2 separate regions of the Triticum aestivum genome follow, and region 1 is linked to region 2. The links are chromatin contacts, called in public Hi-C maps. All regions are on one chromosome and are shown on one strand. Each heading gives the region's core, a stretch centred on a gene start, on an enhancer-like site or on the middle of the called end of the contact. The rest is flanking DNA. Distances are from core to core; before and after follow the strand shown. Region 1 holds the start of LOC123129386 (receptor-like protein kinase FERONIA). Region 2 holds the start of LOC123129376 (protein DEHYDRATION-INDUCED 19 homolog 2).

Region 1 (6,859 bases), core at 114-2,613, 190 kb after region 2:
GGCGGGGTACTCTAGCAGGGAGGATGAGTTGTTGTTCGATGCGTTGTTGGCCGTATCCACGTATTTGGTAGGTAGGAGCAGAAGAGGGCTCTTCTGGCAGCGCGTGCATGAATCGTTTCATGCATGAAAGCACATTGCACCATACAACATGCACATCATCCATGAACGCAAATGCGCGTATCGATTGTATACCATCTAGACCACCGTCACCAAGTTTTATGGCACGTTTGGTATGTTGGAGGCAAAGTGGCTACATTGCACTCGACGGTCAAGGAGATTGTAAGTTTTGCTTGTTCTTACTCAACTTGTTGATTGATTGATTGATTCACTCAATGTTGTTCTACACATCGTGTAGCCTGTACGTGCTGCCGTGATGCACCACGTGCTAGCTGGCAGACCATTTACGCATACACACTGCTGGATGAAGCTCAAGAGGTGGTATGTGTAGGACGACATGGTTTGTTCATGAAAATTTGTTGAACATCCGGTTAATCTAATTAAATTTGAATTTTTATTATACTAGACCTATTATTTGAATGCTTTTTTAGAGATATTATCTAAATGTTATGTATGGATGATTTGTGCTATTTTCTATCCAAACTTTGATAGAATCCGCCATGTTTAATGAATTTCATTCAGTTAATAAAAATGCAGTTTAAATGTATGTAGGTGACTTTGGATGGCCGGCTCTCGTCCGGTTTGCGGGCATACGAGGTTCATATCGAAACTGCTCCACGGACGACATCTCATGGCCGACTTGCGGACGATCAAACAATCCAGCGGCCCTTGCAAAGTCAATCCTGCGCATGTGTGGTTGATCTAACATGTCGTCTTAGAATCGTCCGACAAAAATCGTGCGTATAGCAAGACTCGGTTCATATTGGAGTTTCCATGTTTCTATTGAGGATTGGTTTCCAGCGGATACTTTTCTCCCTCTCGACGGGACAGTGCACATCACGACCCCCCGAACCCATGTTAGCGGGGCCTACGCCCGCCTTCCTCCTCCCGCCGCGTCGCCCTCTCGCTTTCTGTGAGACGGCACGACACTTTGGATCCGGCTTGCCTGCTCCCTTTCCATGCTCCCATCCGTGCTCCCACTTCATTATACGGCTGTCCTTTTCTCTTTTTTTTCTAATCTAATCATCTCCCCCCTGATTTTCAGGGGGTGGGACCGGGTCTTATTTTCTTCCAATCAAATCAAGGCACGTAGGCGGGAGTACGGATGGAAGCATGGGAAGGTAGCAGGCAAGTCTCCTCCGATTGCGCCGACCCCGTCGCTGGTGGGTCCCTTCACCCCGTTGCCCCGTTCCGGGTTCCCTGGCTCGGCTGGCTCACAGCTTGCATTTGGCAACTGCAGCAGCCTCAGCTCGGCTGGCCACCGCGTCCTTCTACCACCACACTGACCCCCCGCTTAATGCCGCGCCCGTAGTCCTCGAAACCTCTTCCCCCTTCTTCCTCGACGCCACCCTCCCCCTCCCTCCTCCCCACCGCGACCACCACCGCCGCGACCGCCACTTCCCCATCAAATCCCACCTCAGCCACCACGAGCAGCTCCCACCCGCGCGCAAATCTGCCCCAGATCGGCGCCGGGGGAGCTGTTTGATGGGCGATCTGTGAGCCGCGAGGAGACGCAGAGCGAGCTACATACAGCTCGCAGTCGCGCCATGGGAGGAGGCCCGAGATGCGCGCTCCTGCTGCTCGCCGCGGCCGCCGCTTGCGCGGCGCTTGTCCCCGCGGCGTGGGCGCAGGGCTCGACCGCGCCCGCGCCCTCGGGGGCCCCCTTCGTGCCGCGGGACGACATCCTGCTCGACTGCGGCGCCACGGGGAAGGGCAACGACACGGACGGCCGGGAGTGGCGCGGCGACGCCAGCTCCAAGTACGCGCCGCCGAACCTCGCCTCGGCCGACGCGGGGGCGCAGGACCCCTCGGTGCCGCAGGTGCCCTACCTCACTGCGCGGGTCTCCGCGGCGGCCTTCACCTACTCCTTCCCGCTCGGCCCCGGCCGCAAGTTCCTCCGGCTGCACTTCTACCCGGCCAACTACTCCAACCGCGACGCGGCCGACGCCTTCTTCTCCGTCTCCGTCCCGGCCGCCAAGGTCACGCTCCTCTCCAACTTCAGCGCCTACCAGACCGCCACGGCCCTCAACTTCGCCTACCTCGTACGGGAGTTCTCCGTCAACGTCACTGGCCCGACCCTCGACCTCACCTTCACCCCGGAGAAGGGACGCCCCAACGCCTACGCCTTCATCAACGGCATCGAGGTCGTCTCCTCTCCGGATCTCTTTGACCTCGCCACACCGTTCTTCGTCACCGGTGACGGCAACAACCAGCCATTCCCGATGGATCCCGGTGCTGCTCTGCAGACCATGTATCGGCTCAACGTCGGAGGCCAGGCGATCTCCCCTTCCAAGGACTCCGGCGGGGCTCGGTCATGGGACGACGACACGCCTTACATTTATGGTGCAGGGGCTGGGGTAACGTACCCGAACGATCCCAATGTCACAATCACCTATCCTGACAGTGTGCCGGGATATATGGCGCCTTCGGATGTCTATGCCACGGCCCGATCAATGGGGATAGACAAGAATGTGAACTTGGCCTACAATCTCACCTGGATAGTGCAGGTGGATGCTGGGTTCACATACCTTGTGAGGCTCCATTTCTGTGAGATACAATCCCCAATTGATAAGCCAAATCAGCGGGTGTTCAACATTTACCTCAACAACCAGACTGCCGTGGAAGGTGCTGATGTGATCCAGTGGGTGGATCCGCTTAGTACTGGCACCCCATTGTATAAGGATTATGTGGTCGGCACTGTGGGTTCAGGGATTATGGATTTCTGGGTGGCTCTTCATCCGGATATACGGAACAAGCCACAGTACTATGATGCTATTCTCAATGGGATGGAGGTGTTCAAGCTGCAACTTAGTAATGGGAGCCTCGCGGGGCCAAACCCTGTCCCAAGTGCTGATCCACAGGCGCATACCGGGCAAGGGAAGAAGAAATCACTAGTCGGGCCTATTGCTGGTGGAGTAATTGGAGGTTTGGCAGTGCTTGCACTTGGATATTGCTGCTTCATTTGCAAGAGGCGGAGGAAAGCGGCCAAGGATACTGGCATGAGTGATGGCCATTCTGGTTGGCTGCCGTTGTCGCTGTATGGCAATTCACACACTTCAAGCTCAGCCAAGTCGCATGCTACAGGGAGTATTGCTTCATCTTTGCCATCGAACCTGTGTCGCCATTTCAGCTTTGCAGAGATCAAGGCTGCAACGAAAAACTTTGACGAGTCACGGATCCTTGGTGTTGGTGGGTTCGGTAAAGTTTACCAGGGCGAGATCGATGGGGGCACAACTAAGGTGGCTATCAAGCGTGGCAATCCCTTGTCTGAGCAGGGTATACATGAGTTCCAGACTGAAATTGAAATGCTGTCAAAGCTCCGCCACCGCCATCTTGTGTCGCTGATTGGTTACTGCGAGGACAAGAATGAGATGATCCTGGTCTATGACCACATGGCTCATGGAACTCTGCGTGAGCACCTATACAAGACCCAGAATGCACCGCTTAGCTGGAGGCAGCGTTTGGAGATCTGCATTGGTGCAGCTCGTGGGCTGCACTACCTTCACACCGGTGCAAAGCACACCATTATCCACCGTGATGTGAAGACAACAAACATCCTACTGGATGAGAAATGGGTCGCCAAGGTTTCAGATTTTGGTCTGTCCAAGACTGGGCCATCGATGGATCATACACATGTGAGCACAGTTGTCAAGGGCAGTTTTGGTTACCTAGATCCTGAATACTTCCGCAGGCAGCAGCTCACCGAGAAATCTGATGTCTATTCGTTTGGTGTGGTGCTGTTCGAGGTCCTCTGTGCTCGGCCTGCCTTGAACCCGACTCTTGCAAAGGAAGAAGTTAGCCTGGCAGAATGGGCATTGCACTGCCAGAAGAAGGGAATTCTGGATCAGATTGTTGATCCCTACCTAAAGGGAAAGATTGTTCCGCAGTGCTTCAAGAAGTTTGCCGAGACAGCTGAGAAGTGCGTTGCCGACAATGGCATCGAGCGCCCTTCGATGGGAGATGTGCTTTGGAATTTGGAGTTTGCTCTTCAGATGCAGGAAAGTGCGGAGGAGAGCGGAAGCTTTGGCTGTGGGATGTCGGATGAGGGCACTCCCCTGGTGATGGCTGGAAAGAAGGATCCCAATGACCCATCGATCGATTCAAGCACCACCACGACCACGACAACTTCCCTAAGCATGGGCGACCAAAGTGTCGCGAGCATCGACTCGGACGGGCTGACGCCGAGCGCCGTGTTCTCACAGATCATGAACCCCAAGGGGCGGTGAGGTAAAAATCTGGGCCTGCTTGTCGCCCTTGAGGCCTAATTTATTCATTGAGTCTATTTTCATCAGTTTGTGCCATCTTGCAAGTTATGGATTGGGGGTCAGAGTATTGTTTCACGTTAGACATTTCTGCATTGCCTTGTTTTTTTCTTGTTCAGCGTTGTACTGACTCTGCTTTTTAGCATGTGTAACTACCGCCGCTGCTACGTGTTATTGACCCGACAAGTAAAGTGATGTGCACGGCCTTTTCCTTTTTCTTTTTGGCTTCATGTCATGCTCCTTTCCGAATCCTGGTGATTGACACGGGACGGGATCATCCATGTTGTGTTGACGTTGATTGTTACCAGTCATGCTCAAGCATATGCTGTGTTGCATGTCGTCTTGTGTTCAATCACAAACTTCATTTTGCGGCGTCCAGCTGACAAGTAGTAGTTGTTGCTGAACCGGAGCCTGTGTCAGCTGTAGAGCACGGTCCACTCTGCTATGTTGATCCAATCAACCCACCTTCTTCCCAGCGATATAGTAGGAGTATATAATTTCTGCTCATCCGACTGCCTGTCTTCCATGTTGTTATTTGATTCCTGTATAAACTTACAGCTGTGCACGCTGAAGAAATGAGTGGAGTTCCCCGCAAAAAAAAAGAAAAGAAGAAATGAGTGGAGTCGAATAATTCTGGCTCCCAGCTGTTCCGTGGAGAGAAGGAGCACTTGAATACTCCTATGATTCCGGTGTCCAGGTCTGTGGAGTGCGAGTCGTCGCGTCGTGCCAGCATCGTGAAATCTCCCGGTGGATGGACGGCATTGTTTCACTATGAGCTATTCCGTTTTTTCTTGCCCAACCGCACGTTTTGGGGTCGATGATGCTGCCCAACCCTAAATCATGTGCCTGTCTTGCTTCCTCTGTGTAGCGTAGCCCTAGGTCTTCCTTCCATATGTCAGTTAGCTTTCTTGCCCAAGTTCCGTCTTTGCCCGGAGTCTGTTGTGCCCGGATCATGGAAGGAGTGAAGGAGGGTCTCGCCCAACTGTTTTGAGAGCAGGGAGCCACACGCAGAACACAGCCATATTATATTATCCAGCTACGGCGAGCACAAGTTGTGCCTCAAACCACGAGACGTGTCGCCCTGTATCTCGTTTCTGCTGTATGGATGCCAGCGATTTTCTTCTCATTACCAAACTTGTCGTTCCTGCTGTTATCCAGCTCGATCTCAGTCTTTCTCGCAAAGAAAGAATCGGTCCTGTTCACATGGAGAGCGGGAAGGAGTCATGGATCCCTCCTCAACGCCGCCCTCCCCGATCATGCAATACGACTGTTTCTAGTATCACTGTATCAGCATCTCATATTCCCTTAATAAACTGCAGAGTGGCGATTCATAATCCATCAATGAAAATATGTTGGAATTGACCTAGACATGTCAACCTCACATTAGTAAAAATAAATAGTACTCCCTCCGTATCAAAGCATAAGACGCTTCAAAAAGTACTGGTCCATCGGGGCAGGTGTGAATCCATGAACCCGAGCCGGTGTGACCGAATCTGAACCCTGAAGTCATCGTCCCCGTCCATATTTTCTGTGGCTGATTCGCAGGGGAACTCCTCGTCGACTGTGAATCCCGAGAGATTGGTGTTTTAAAACTAAATAGTACAGTAAATTAAATAAAATAGATCGGATAGAAGAAACTGAAACACCCATGAATAATAGAGATTTGTGACAAAACCTGTGGTAACATCAAGGTCGATACATGATGTAACTATTTTGAGTTAATCTCTACTCCTAATGTCTCAGTTGGTAGGTCGCGTTCCAGGTTTTATTTTCGTCCCACCTCACCCGGTCTTTTTTGGTGCTTTGGTACTTCCTCCCACCTTCCTCTCAGCTGCGAAAAACCAAGGAAAACCCCGCGATCGAGTCCCGCACACGCCCAACCTCCCGTCTCACGATAAGCCGCATAGAACCAAAAAAAAAACCTCAAGCCGAGTCCCCCGCCCACCCCCACGCACTCCAGGCCCTAACATCCCGTCGCACCAAGAGAGACGAACCAAAAAAATCTACGAATAGTTCGCCGGTTATTTTTCGCTGGTTTTTATTTCGCCTCACCACTTTCGTTGGTTTTATTTCGCTGGTTTTATTTCGTCTCCCTCCCACATGTCTTTTCGCTTCACCACCCACATAAACCCATCAGATTAGTTACCATAAAAAAATCGCAATCAATCAAGTATTGATGATCAGATTAGTTACCATATAAAAAATAAATCGCAATCAATCAAGTATTGATGGGATATTTCCTTATATTGATGTGATTTCCCCTTTTTTATCATCAATCGTCTCTACTGCCTAAAAAATGCGTAGCTTTCCTTTTCGCTTCACCACCCACATAAACCCATCAGATTAGTTACCATATAAAAAATAAATCGCAATCAATCAAGTATTGATGATCAGATTAGTTACCGTATAAAAAATAAATCGCAATCAATCAAGTATTGATGGGATATTTCCTTATATTGATGTGATTTTCCCTTTCTTAT
Region 2 (7,109 bases), core at 3,987-6,486:
TTGATCGGTTTCTTGTCAGAGGTTGCCTTATTACGAGGTAGCCAATGGCCCAGCAGATGGCTGCCACTAGGAAAGTAAACATAGCAACAAGCATAGAATTGCCACACATTGTTAGGACATGGCTACAGGGCATGGGAAAAAAGGTGTTGCACTCACTCATGGTGATCACAAAATGAACGAACATTATTGCCAGGCCATTTTTCTTTTGCGTCACATACCTAATAGGATAGCATTTTGAAAGGGCCGCCAAAGAAAATTTTGAATTTTCAAAGGAATTTTTGCCCTCCAAATCCACTGAAAGTTAGCCCCATGTACATCATTCTCCATTATCTGGTGCATAGACTTGGTAGTGAAGACGCCTCTTTTAGTAAATCTCAGGTTCAGCTTTTCTAGGTAAGGTGTCAATCTACAGCAGAGAAGTTGCAATTAGATGTATAGCTTCATCGTCGAGTCTCTGAATTTCGTTCCGGTGCATATATAATAGAGAAGCTGCAATTAGATATACAGCTTCGATTGGCATGCTATCTATCAAGTTTGCTATCAGATGGAGACCCAACATGTGAAACCAAGCGGTGAAAGAGTACGAGATGTAACCATCAAGAGATAAGAAACTAATTGGCCTCATTTCAGTTTACATCTGAAACAGCAAGAAATGTTAAATTCACTCCATTCCCTTTCCTCAAATGTCAAATGTACCACAATAAAATATATACAGAAAACATCAAAGCAATCTCACATACTAAGGATGAGATGAGTTTACAACACACTTATTACATTGATGAAACAGAATATAATCTAATACATGACGAGTAGCTCGCCCCTCTTTTGTATATGCACAATGCCACTAAGGATAGTATCCCCATTTATTCCATGTGGAAAGCTGCAACACAAGGCCTTCCTCCACTATTCTCATGATGCGCTCTCGGCAAGGCATACATAAATACATATACATTCATAACTGGATGGACCTCCGGTTGGTCGTTAAGGCCTGTGAGCGGCAGTGGCTGCATGACAAGGTTGCAGTGCTCTAGATAAATTCTCTTGTGTTGAGTGCCCTTGACTATGTCATGCAACCACTCTCAAAGTCGATCTCCCTTACATGGTATCATCATCAAATATTGTGGAAAGCACAAGCCCACGGGCAAACGCACTCCTTTGAGCCCGCTCCTTCTGATCCTTCTCGGACAGAGATGTTTCAGCTCTGTAAATTCACCAGGCATTCAATCAAATATTTGATCACAAGAACTATTAAACTACAGCAAAACCTACATTTAAAAACTCAAAAGGTACAACCTGCCTATATTTCGAACTTAGATTACAATATTTGGCAACAAGAAATAATTTAAAATTTCTGGTGAGCAACAGGTCATCAAAAACCATAAGGCCCATAACATTGATCATCAATATGAAACATACAGATGGGTAGACTACTACGATATACAGCACATGCGTAAGTTCAACCTAGTATTTTCTTGGAGAAATATCGTCCAAATGAAATGATGTCAAGCAGATTAAGGAATAAATCAAGCACATACTAACAGCCGAAAAGGGATAACCAATACGTCAATAAGGTAACCACATAACCATAACAGACAATGTACTATACAATTGGTAACAATGACAAAACTTAATTGGCATCAAGGCTTTGCAATTTTATTCATACTTAGAGGGCATAGAAAGCTGTACTGGCTATGCACAAGGACAGCGCACAATATAGAATGTGGAAATCTATCATCCACTCAGCAGATACAGTAGCATCGTGGCAAAGAGGAAGCGGAGTGAGGCGGCAGAAAGAACAAAGCTTGAGGTGACATACCTCTCTACGATCTTTTCATCTGGGAATTTATTTAGCAAAAATGTTTTGTCAGATGAGTCGGAACGAAAATCTTTCGATGGTTCAGCCACAGGCAAACTACAAATTAAAGATTGCAAAAATGGATCAGGGGCGGCAGCGGGAGGATTAGATACATAGGATGATCCACCAAGAAAGGACTGCAAACTGCCGTCTCTTAAATCCTTTCTCAACAAAGACAGCAAAGAATGGGACCCAGAAGATACTTTTCGGACTCTGCGCCTGCGCTGCATGTATTTTTCATTAAGGAAAACAATGAATAAATTGTCTTCCAACAGAAACCATGTATTCTGAAGAGGACACACTGTAATATGGTAAAGTCACTATCACTCATTGGCAGCAGTACAGTGAATAAAAAAAAAGGATATCTTGAAGTAACTTCCATGCTGCATTGTCAAGTGGCCTATTAAGTCCGTCCCAACCCTTGTAGCACAGATGGGGCATACCTGAAAGGTTAGTTCATCAAATTCCATGAGTGCTTATTATTTGAATTCATCAAACAGTTATGCTCACACAATCAAGGACGCAAGGTAAGCACAGTGTTACAATGAAGTCCTACCAGAAAAAAAGAACAAAACTGCCAATTATGTCCAATACAGGTAAAAATTAACTACTCCCTCCATTCCTAAATATAAGTCTTTTAAGAGATTCCAATATGAACTACATACGGAGCAAAAACGGATGAATCTACACTCCAAAATATGTCTATATACATCCGTATGTAGTCCATATTGGAATCTCTAAAAAGACTTATATTTAGGAACGGAGGAAGTATGTTTTAGTTAACTCTCTCTAGGCTTACAGTCCAAATAAACTCAAGGTAACCCAGCAACACACACATCAATTTATATTCTAAGTGTAATAATAAAAGAAGAAACTGAACTCTCTAGTGTCCTTAAACAGTAAACATGAGTCCTCCTAATGTAGGAAGCCAGGTAGCAATCGCGAACCATATAGAGTTCGGTACCACTCTTTTCATTCTATAGATAACTCTACTCCGCACCACACACAAATTAATCAGTGTGACACCACTTCTACTCGATGAAATGTGCAACAACCATAGATCCAAACTCTTAACTACCAAAGGAACGAACATGGCCTAGCCTAGCAACTGTATCTCAAACAACATAACGAATTAATAATGCACGCCCTACTTTGAAGGAGAAGGATGACCTTCTACAATTCAGAGAGCTTAGAACTTGAGTTCTTAACAAGAAAAACAATTAAAAGTTGGGACTTGGGACTCAAACTGAAGAGCAGAATAACACATGTCACCTAAGAGGGCCTGAGACTAAGAACTGGAAACTAGAACTTTGTAAAGAGAAATTCTAAAAAGAAACTTGTACAGCCAGTAGCGAATCTATCAGGTGGGCTTCGACAGCCTAGCCTCTGATTTTGCCAGGAAAAAGGCATATATGCATTAGCAATCATGGAAGATAACCACAAAAGAGATTATGTTAATACGTGTGACAGTGCCTACACGGTTCTGGACAAAGCAAGCGGTGCTTGGGCCTTAGTGCCTATGGCCCGCCCAACAGCTAGCCTGTGTTGAACCCTCTCTCGTCGTCTCGTGTCGCCCAACACGTTGGCAACCAGAGACCGTGTAGCAGGGGAGGCGAGCAGTGGTCTGTAGCTATACGAGATTTTCTTGATTCAAGCAACTTCTTTTCTTTCCAAATTCAATACTAACAAGTATACTCCCTCCGTAGATACATCCGTATGTAGACAAATCTAAGACAACTAATTTGGAACGGAGGTAAAACATAGCACATGTTTCTCAAGATTATCTTTGATCAAGAATTTAATTGGTCAACAATATGTGGATTGTGTGATTTAAAAATGACCTTGTTGGATTCGTGTTGGAATGAACTTTTGAATAATACCGATTTCGTATAAGATAGTCCACATTTTTTAACTGTTTAGTCAAAGATATATCTCAACGAACCGGTGCGCCTTATATTTTAGACCAAGTGGGCTATATGCTAAGAATTTTACCAAAGTTGATGGTTGTTGTTCAGAAGTTACCGCTTCACACTTTCATTACGAATGTTAGGAGAAGTGGAGAATTTCACTGATGTCATGATTATTTGATGCACAATCTAAAATTTAAATTCAACAAGCCTACATTTGATATTTATTTCCTTTATTCAGATTAGTGTATTAAGCTTTGAGCATATCCTCCACTTTCATGCTCAATTTGCCACTGTGTACAGCCAATCTTATTGGCCAGCTATAACACAAAATTGTTTCAGACTTTCATCTAGTTGCACCAGTCGTTCACTCCAGAACCAACAATACCTAATACTCCTACAACCCAAGGGAACTACATTCCATAACCAAACTGGCCAAAGAAAAAATTCCCAAGAATCATAATCACTAGATTCATAAAGACTCCTGTAGGAACGACAGAGGCCAACCAAATCCCGCAATTCCAACCAGCAACACCATAAAAAAGCTCTGTCAAAGGAGTTGGTTCCTAAAATGTTCCAACGCAGCCACCCAAAAGGTAACTTGTTTTCTACATTTCCAACCTGAACTACCACAGACAAACAAGAATTCTCCAGCAGAACATTCAAGAGTCTCATCTTTTCAGCAATCTACAGAGCAATAAACCTATTCCATATCAAAATTACAAGAACAATGGATTTTCCGAACCACTAAAACGTACAGGTCCCTTAGTTGCACCATTATCAACATTTCCGTCCTGAAGCGTGGCGCATCCTAACGACACTTGGCGTAAAATGTCCCATTTCGGCAAAAATTATTTCAAAGGCTCAAACGGGACCCGGCCGAGCGAGTCACAAGAACGCGAATCATCAGAAAGGGCGAGGCGACATACCCCGCTCTTGGCCTCGACGGCGTGCTCGTCGTCGATGTGGCAGCAGAGCCCGACGAAGTCGAAGTCCTCGCCGCAAAAGGGGCAGTTGTATGCCTCCGCCCCGCGCGCCTCCACCTCGTCCCCGCCGGCGTCCGCGTCGTCGAACCCCATGTACAGATCTGACGTACGACCACAGCGAATCACGCATCAGCCCCAACGTCGAATCAAAAACCAACGAGGCCAACACCGAGGGCGAAATCGGGCCGACCGATCGATCGTACCGTAGCGGGACTGCAGGCGCCTCGCGGCGGCGGCGGAGGAGGAGGTGGAGGAGGAGCGGCCCCACGCGTCGCCGGAATCCATGGCGGAATTGGACGAAACCCTAGCCTCGCCTCTCTCTCTCTCCTTTCCCCTTTGTGCTGGTGAATTCTTTTTTGGCTTTCCAGGCTTTTCTGTCCGCTCCTCTCTTTCCACTGCTTCGGTGTGCGCGCGAGCGTGCGGTGTTTGTTGGCCGTTTGCTCCGGTGTGGGTCGGTGCGTGTGAGTGATTGGAATGAATTATGGGACGGAAAGGTGGGGGGAGGGTGGTAGTTGGTGGGTGCCTGCACCTGGTCTACGGTGAGCCACTGGTAACTGCACGGTGGGGCGTCGCTGTCAGCGGTGGTATTTTTGGTGAGATTCTGTCACGTGACTGATGGTTGGTGCTGCGAAATGGTTGCAGCGTAGCAGGGGGGCCTTCATTTCTTAATTAAAGGGTTAGAAGAGTGGGAAATCGGAATTTCTAGGTAGTAGTACTTGAGAAGAAGTATTTCCTCTGCTCATCCCTAAGAAATCCGATGTGGAGTTGGTTGGGGATTTTCGTCCTATCAGCCTTACCCACAGCGCTGCTAAACTTTTCGCCAAGATGTTGGCTAACCGTGCAAGGAGAAGAATGAAGGAAATTGTCATGGCCAATCAGTCAGCGTTTATATGTGGCAGGCACTTGCATGACAACTTCCTCCTTGTGAGGCAAGTGGCCAGAAAGATCCATGCACGTAAAGAAGCGGGGGTGTTCCTGAAGTTAGACATGTCGAGGGCGTTTGATTTTATATCTTGGCCCTTCCTGTTTGAAGTTATGAGGCGCAAAGGTTTTGGACAGAGATGGTTAGCATGGATCGCCATCCTACTGCGCACGGCCTCTACTAAAGTACTCGTCAATGGCGTACCTGGCAGGAGTTTCTGGCTCACCCAAGGTTTGAGACAAGGCGACCCGGTGTCCCCTCTTTTGTTCATCATTGCGATGGATGCGCTCTCCTGCATCATGGTTAAGGGCGCAGAGGAAGGTGTTCTGAAGCCATTTACCGGCATCAGGCCTAATCAAAGTGTGTCGATATACGCCGATGACGTGGCTCTGTTTGTCAGGCCAAACGAGGTAGATCTCAGGTTCGTGACCATGGCGCTTAAAGCTTTCGGAGATGCGTCTGGGCTAAGGGTTAACTATGGAAAGTCATCTGCTATTCTCATTCACGGTGAAGAGGAAGATAGGATCAGGGTATCCAACCTTCTGGAGTGCGAGTTGGGGAAGTTTCCCTGCAAATACCTTGGATTGCAACTCGCCATACATCAACTAAAGAAGACGGACTGGCAGCCCATGTTGGATAGAGCAAAGAAGTGTGCTCCTGGTTGGCAACGTGGCCTGCTACAAAGATCCGGGCGCCTTGTGCTGGTCAAGTCGGTGGTCGCGGCGAAACCTATCCACCATTTCATGATCACTGACGCACCGGCATGGGTGTTCGAGGAGCTTGACAAAATGGATGAGAGCATTCTTCTGGGCGGGGAAGGATCAGGTCTCGGGTGGCAATTGCATGGTAGCGTGGAATGCGGTCTGCAAGCCCACGTGCTTCGGAGGGTTCGACATCAAGAACCTTAAGTTGAAGGGGCTCGCACTTAGGGTCCGATGGGAATGGTTGAAATGCACAGACTCAGAGAGACCTTGGCGGGGCCTGCGCATGATAGAGGATGAGGATGCTCGAGCTGTTTTTGACAGCATGGTCAAGATTGAGGTGGGCGAGGGCACTAAGGTTCTCTTCTAGCGGGACCGGTGGATTCATGGCTTTGCGGTGAATGATATTGCACCCATGATTCACGCTTTGGTTGACACTCGCACAAGGAATAAACGTACGGTCAGTGAAGGGCTGGAGAATGGTCGGTGGCTGCATGATATCAATGGGGAGCTGAATTTGGTTGGCCATTTACAGCTGGTGCACCTGAATCTAGCCATTAATACGGTGCAAAGGGATCCGAGCAATTCGGACTGCTTCTCTTGGCCTGCCGATCCTTTAGGTTTATACTCGGCCAAATCAACCTACCAAAGACTATGCCTCGGTGATGAATGGGCTCCGTATGCCTCCTGCATCTGGAAAAGTTGGGCACTTTTGAAGTGCAAGATCTTCATCTGGCT

What was found. A called contact is a pair of places that touch in the nucleus more often than the background predicts.
Region 1: a contact with region 2 is called in a Hi-C map of leaf, with 3 times the contacts expected there. The contact joins the promoter of LOC123129386 here to the promoter of LOC123129376 in region 2. A contact is called at or near these places in 2 of 5 Hi-C or Micro-C datasets (both in leaf).

The regions. Positions count from the first base shown.
Region 1 is chr1B:434,869,670-434,876,528 of IWGSC CS RefSeq v2.1, forward strand. It overlaps LOC123129386 (receptor-like protein kinase FERONIA), which reads left to right and starts at 1,364. Exons shown (of 2, transcript XM_044549574.1): 1 at 1,364-4,344; 2 at 4,938-5,505. The coding sequence starts at 1,665. The coding sequence ends at 4,343.
Region 2 is chr1B:434,678,138-434,685,246 of IWGSC CS RefSeq v2.1, forward strand. It overlaps LOC123129376 (protein DEHYDRATION-INDUCED 19 homolog 2), which reads right to left and starts at 5,237. Exons shown (of 5, transcript XM_044549568.1): 1 at 4,952-5,237; 2 at 4,692-4,849; 3 at 2,221-2,298; 4 at 1,817-2,085; 5 at 654-1,201. The coding sequence starts at 5,033. The coding sequence ends at 1,096.